2 separate regions of the Cyprinus carpio genome follow, and region 2 is linked to region 1. A link is a contact called in public Hi-C data. All regions are on one chromosome and are shown on one strand. The core of a region is the stretch at or near the end of the contact, and the rest is flanking DNA. Distances in the headings are between cores, read along the strand shown.

Region 1 (2,999 bases), core at 330-2,829:
TAAATGAAGTGAATTAACTTAAACACCAAACCTCCTATGGAACCAACTCTTTTACCTAAATGAACCTTTTTGTTTCTGAGCAATCTTCATAGCTTTCAGTCAGTGAAAACGGCCTCCTCTTTATGAGCACAGTTGCAGCTGTGGTTGTCTCCGAGGTGTTTGAACATGTATCTATAGAGGCAGGTGTGTGGTGGTTTCTGTTAACCTGTGGACCGCAGTGTTTCGCTGCTCCATGATGTCACATGGGACTCTGGCTGCAGCCCCCAAGTGTGTTCCAGCCAGGGTTGCCATAGTGGCGGAAAAGACGCCCCTGTGAGAAAGAGTCCAGACTCCCTTGCCATGATAACCAGTGTCTATTTATAGACAGCACTGTTTATTGCAGTGGGAGCGTTACGGCAACAAAGGGAAGGCGCTTCTGAAACATCTTTGTCCTGTGGGCATTGTACGTTAATGGCTTTATATTTTTAACCCAATGTCAGTCTAGTGATGGTAAGAAAATTACAGATTGATGCACTGGCTGGTACTTGCACTGAAAAAGAGAGTGTGGTGTGTTTGTGTACAGTGATTGTTTACACTGTATTCGGTTGTTGTACTGACACCACACACACATACAACACACAATTTCATCGCCCACCGTTTAAAATGAAGTCACACATGGGGATTTCCTTTGCTCTGTTCTCACTTTGCATTCTGTGTGCAACACTTGCTTGCAGACACGAAGGTTTAGAGAAAAATGCTTCTGCTGAATTATCAACATGCTCATCCCTCATTGGTGTACTGATTTCAAACTTCTGTGGCATCTGACTAGGGACTTTGAAACAGCACTTTTTCTCTGAAGTGCTCTGAAATATATGCCATGAAATTTGATTTTTTTTTTCGCCTTATTCGTGTCTGATGTCATCCTGTTTTTTCTCAAATGATCTTAATCTACAAAGAGCTTCATGCTAAATTAATAAGAGGTTAATTTCTCTTCTTTAGAAGGTATAACATCTAATTGGAGGAAAAAATGGTGTTAATTTAAAATGCAAACAGATGACAGTGAGTTGTCTCTTAAAGCTGTTGTTACACCAGCCTAATAAGTCTGTGTATGTGTGTGATCGCCATCTACAGGTGAAGCTGGTGAAGTACATTAGTAAACAGTTAGAGTGGAAGCAGAGTGTTCCAGAGAGTGACAGACCGCTGGCGCTGGACTCATACCCACAACTCACAGACTGGCTCTACACCATCAACCTCCGGCCAGAGCTCATAGAGGTACCAATATGTGTTTGTACGGAATGTATTTTTTTTCTTAGTCCCTTTATTGACTTGAGGAATTATAAAGTTGACCCTATTTCCCTTCTTCATGACCTTTATTCAGTTAATGGGCCATTTTTGGGTATTAGATTTTTTTTATTATTATTATTTTCTATTTTACTGTATTTTATTTTCCTCTTTATTTTATATTCACTCATTACAAATGTAGCATAAATATAAATAAAAAACACATGCATACATAAATAAATGACATGAAAAATTAACATGTAAAATATTATTATAAGGCCCTTCTGTATTCTTATTGCTTAAATAAGGACATTTAAAGGAACATTTAAAGCATGAAAGTACAGTTCGATCACTTCTTCATATTAAAAACAGGCTTCTTAAACTGTAGCTTCTACTTAATGAATGTCTGTTTAAAAAATGAATGTTATTGGAGGATTTGGACAGGAGTGGGAAGATGTTTTGCTTGCTTGCTGCTGTGAGTCTCTGTGGTGTTTCAGTCCTCTGTGGATTCACACACCTGATCCTACTCCAAAGCTCAGAATGTGCAGCATCAGCCACTGTGTCGAAAACTTTCCCGTTAGTCTATTTTTAGACTCCTAAAGCAGTCTGTCTTTCTCGCTTTCTCTGCCCACCACCCCATACTGTCATATACACAAAGCTGACCAGAACAGCACGGCATTCATGACTGCCTGGCAAATGCACAGACTTGTTTGTCCTCATTAGACACGGAAACAGACAGCACAGGGAAATAAACAACGCATGCAAGACTGAGAAACAAAACTAGACACAGAAACAATTTACCCCAGTGGGGACAGGAGGGGTCACTTTGTGGCATGCCTCTGATTGGCTGACTGCATCACTTCGGTTACTGCAGTAGGACAGCATGAAGTTTGTGTGTTTTTTATTATGTCTCCTCCAGTTTTCCTCTCTCTCTGTTGTCCCAAAATACTTGCCTTGTCATTGTATATTCACAAAAGACCATCTCTGTCTGTCTGCGTCAGCCTGTGGCCTGGTTTTGCTTCAGGACCCAGATTTTTCATTTGATATTAGTGATGACCCAATGCATTACCAAAATTGTACAAATGTAAAACAAAAATGTCTTTAAAAGCAAATTAAAATGTTGATATTAATTATTTAAAAAGTTGAATTTAAAAAGTTAATGAAAAATAAAATAATTAACGATATAAAGCATATTGTGGTCATCGTGTAGTCTGGATAATATTTTTTTTTACTTTGTCTATTTTTTACTGTTACGTATGTGTTGTAGGTTGATGTATGATAACCCTAATTATTTTACATGTTTTATTTTTACTTATTTTATTTCTTACTTTCATTTCGCATTGTTTATACCTATAACATGAAACCCAATTTTGAGTCGTGACCCACCGCTTGACAATCCCTGCCCTAACTCAATAAGTTTAAATGTATCACACCAGTCTGCTATAGTGTGATTCACAGAGCAGGAATGCATGCATGTGGCAGGACACACACGTGGGCAGCCGGCCCCTCTTGGAGAGGACAGCAGGGATTCCAGTTGCCCCAGTGTATCACAGTATAATGGGATAGTGCTTTCTCAGAAAAAGCAAAGGAATGCTATTTCTCCTGTGGGCAGACAAGATGGGACTGGGGCCAGTGTGAATGTATTTGCATGATTAGACAGTTTAGGAAAGATATTTTGCATACGTGTGACTCGTGGTATCTGGTGCATCTACAGAACTACAAGGAGACACCTCTTCTTA
Region 2 (2,999 bases), core at 209-2,708, 36 kb before region 1:
CTTATCTTTATGACACACTTAGTTGACCCTGAAGAATTTTTCTCCTTAACACAAAGTGATCTCTTAATAAACATGCATTTCTCTTGACCCAGAAACACTATTCCAGAGCTCTTTTTCAATCATCATTTTGCATTCTAACTTTTTAGTAGGAAAAAAAAAATCAAATAGCTGAAACCACATATAAAGCACAAGGAGAACAGACAGACAGAACTGTAAGATCGCATTCATCATACATTATCAGTTTTATCTGAACTCTGCTAACAGAATGTTCTGGCACTTGTATGTTTTATCGTTGATATAAATTAAACCATAACATCCATTAGCAGAAGAAAAAAATATTTTAAAGTACTAAGCATTGTATAACTGGAAAAAAGGCACTCGAGGCTGTGCTATTTGTGAATATAGTCTGTCTATTATGTATCTGTAATCTGTTATGAAAATGATATGAATTGAAAGAACAAAGATTTTGTAAGAGCAAAACCTAGTTGAGAGAAATGACGCATACAGCACAGGGCATACGTCCCCCCCAACCCCATTCCTTGTTACTGAACAGAATACCAATCATTCTTCAGAACCATTCCAAAAGATTTGCTGTGTGCTTTTGGGTCTTTTTTCGCAGCAGGTTTGACAGGAACCACCTGCTTTTGTCTCCATCTTTTGCCTTTGGTAGCAACTCTTATTAATTTTTCTGCCAGAGGTTTTTCATGCTTCTTTTGCTTTTATCTTTGAATTTTTTGATAATTTTTTTTTTATTTTTTTTAAATCACCCATTTAGTTTGAAAGGGTCATCACAGTTGTAGAAAAGTATTAACTTTCTCCAGGTTTACCACTTTTCGTTGTCGTCATGTCAGTATGAATTAACAATTTTGCATTTTTATAATATAATAAGATAATGTACATGTATAAATGTATTATAATAAAAACAGTCCTATTTATCTGCAACTAATAAAATTAACATAGACATGTTCTCATAACATATATTCTGAATAACAGTTATTAAAATAACCCTGAATACATATACATTTTCATTTTTACTTTACAGAGACTCTTCATGGGGAGTTTCTGAACTACAAATCGTTGATATTTAACATTGCAACAAAACTTTCTTTGTTCTCTAAGTGCTTCAGCGGGATTTATCACGACATGAACCATTAACAGGCACAACAGACCAAAAATAAAACGAAATCATTTTTACATTAAATTCCTGACACCTTTCAAGCAATTCCTTTACCGATTTAGTGATTTTAATGCTCTTTTAGAGAGAAGCATTTAAATTACAGCACTGGATTAATTTAGCGCTTCTTCGTCTCGCTCCTTTTCAGCACGTTCCATTCATATTCTCGAGTAGACAGCCAATCAGAGGCCACGAGTAAACGGATTTCCGCGAATCAGAAATCGATGATCCTCCGTCGCCATGGCAACCGTTCTGACGTCGCTAGAGTATCCCGCCCATCAGTGTGTGTGTTCGAATCATTAGGAGGCACGCAGCCATTACAATACGCTACATTCAAACCGAGCGCAACGCTGTTTAAGAAGCTAGACTATTACTGGCTCAGTTTCTTTCTTTAAATATCAATTTAATATACTCATTTTGCACTTTAAAGATAATACTTTCGGCTAACAGTCGTATATGTAACTATAGTCAGGCGTTGCGTCGACGTGAGACGCTCCGCATTCCCAGGCATTTGACTCACCGGAGACACGCGCCATAACATACAGCCTTTTCCGTTTGTTCGGCGCATTCATCTCAACGCCTGTATTTCGTTACCAAGAAGATTCAGATTTAAGAGACTCGCTTCGATTTAGATGGCAAGCTTCCCAGATTTTGTCAACGAAAATGAAATAGGTGAGTTTCACCTTTTCTCGTAACTGTTTTCAATGCGGACAGGGTCTTGTTGTTTAACCGTTAACGTTAGTTCCTTTTTTAACGTGTGTGTTGTCCTGTATAATTAGTGTTTACATTTGTGTAGCTATGAATAAGCGACTGAAGTTACTCATAAATCCAGTGTTTGTGTGGTTTCTCTATATCAGCCATATTAAGACACAATTGTCGCTAAGACGCAGATTGAACCCAAACAACTGCGAACGACCGTTAAAATATTGACAGTTATTTGAATATTTCATAGTTCTTGTTAGTTCTTTAATTATCACACCCTCCCCCACCCGCAGCAGCGGTTTCTCCAGCCCCCTGTGAGTGACTCACCATGTCAGCTACACGTTGCGCAGTTATGCTTTGTGTTAATTATATCAACTTTAACAATTTTTTTTTTTGTTTACAAAATTGTAATGTCCAGGACGTGTTCATATAGTGACTATTATCTATTCAGTTACGAGATATTACCTGCTACTAGTCTGTATCCTCTTAGTATCTATTCCATTGTTTCTGGTAACGAATTAGTGGGGTTTCTTTTTGTCACTCAATTCTACATACATATAATTTTTACTATAAAGTGTTACACATTCCAATTGTTACATATTCACTATACTAGTAATGAATGGTTACTAGTGAGATTTAACTTACTATTTACCATAAAAAGTGCTAGAAAAACAAAATAGATTATCCACAACATAAAAGTTGTATTTGTCTAAAAAAGTATAATTAGAAATAAATTAATTTAAAAGATGGTTCACCCCCAAAATAACATTGTCATCATTTGCATTGACTTTCTTTTCTCAGTGGAACATAAAAGAAGATATTTTGAGAAATGTCTGAGGTATTTTTGTCCATACTATGGTAGTCAATTTTCTTTAAAAAATAAATTGTGTTCGGCAAGGAAAACAGTCTTGCAGGTTTGGAACAACATGTTGGCGAGTAAAACGATCATCATTTTTGGCTGAATTATCCATTTTCGTTTTTTATCAAACAGGTTTTTAATTTGCGAAAGTAGATGGACATACAGTTACAGTAATTTAACTTAATGAAGGCTATAAAGTCATACATGCACGTTTGCTGTTAAACAGTTACAAAAAGTGGTTTGCCAACTAGTTTGGTTTTATAA

Evidence for each region. Hi-C and Micro-C count contacts between places; a contact is called where the count stands out from the background.
Region 2: a contact with region 1 is called in a Hi-C map of skeletal muscle, with 2.3 times the contacts expected there. The contact joins the promoter of wsb1 here to the enhancer-like site in region 1. A contact is called at or near these places in 2 of 8 Hi-C or Micro-C datasets (both in skeletal muscle).

What each region holds. Positions count from the first base shown.
Region 1 is chrA15:18,705,696-18,708,694 of ASM1834038v1, reverse strand. LOC109103100 (kinase suppressor of Ras 1-like) reads left to right here. Exons shown (of 20, transcript XM_042771353.1): 2 at 1,111-1,251. Among protein-coding and RNA genes, the nearest start is that of LOC109103100, 17 kb to the left of the region's middle. Within about 2 kb of position 1,579, at least 1 of the 8 cell types and tissues checked has an H3K27ac peak or open chromatin away from gene starts, as enhancers often do. A contact at or near this core is called in skeletal muscle, where this site is marked.
Region 2 is chrA15:18,741,961-18,744,959 of ASM1834038v1, reverse strand. wsb1 (WD repeat and SOCS box-containing protein 1) reads left to right here and starts at 1,458. Exons shown (of 9, transcript XM_042771355.1): 1 at 1,458-1,846. The coding sequence starts at 1,807.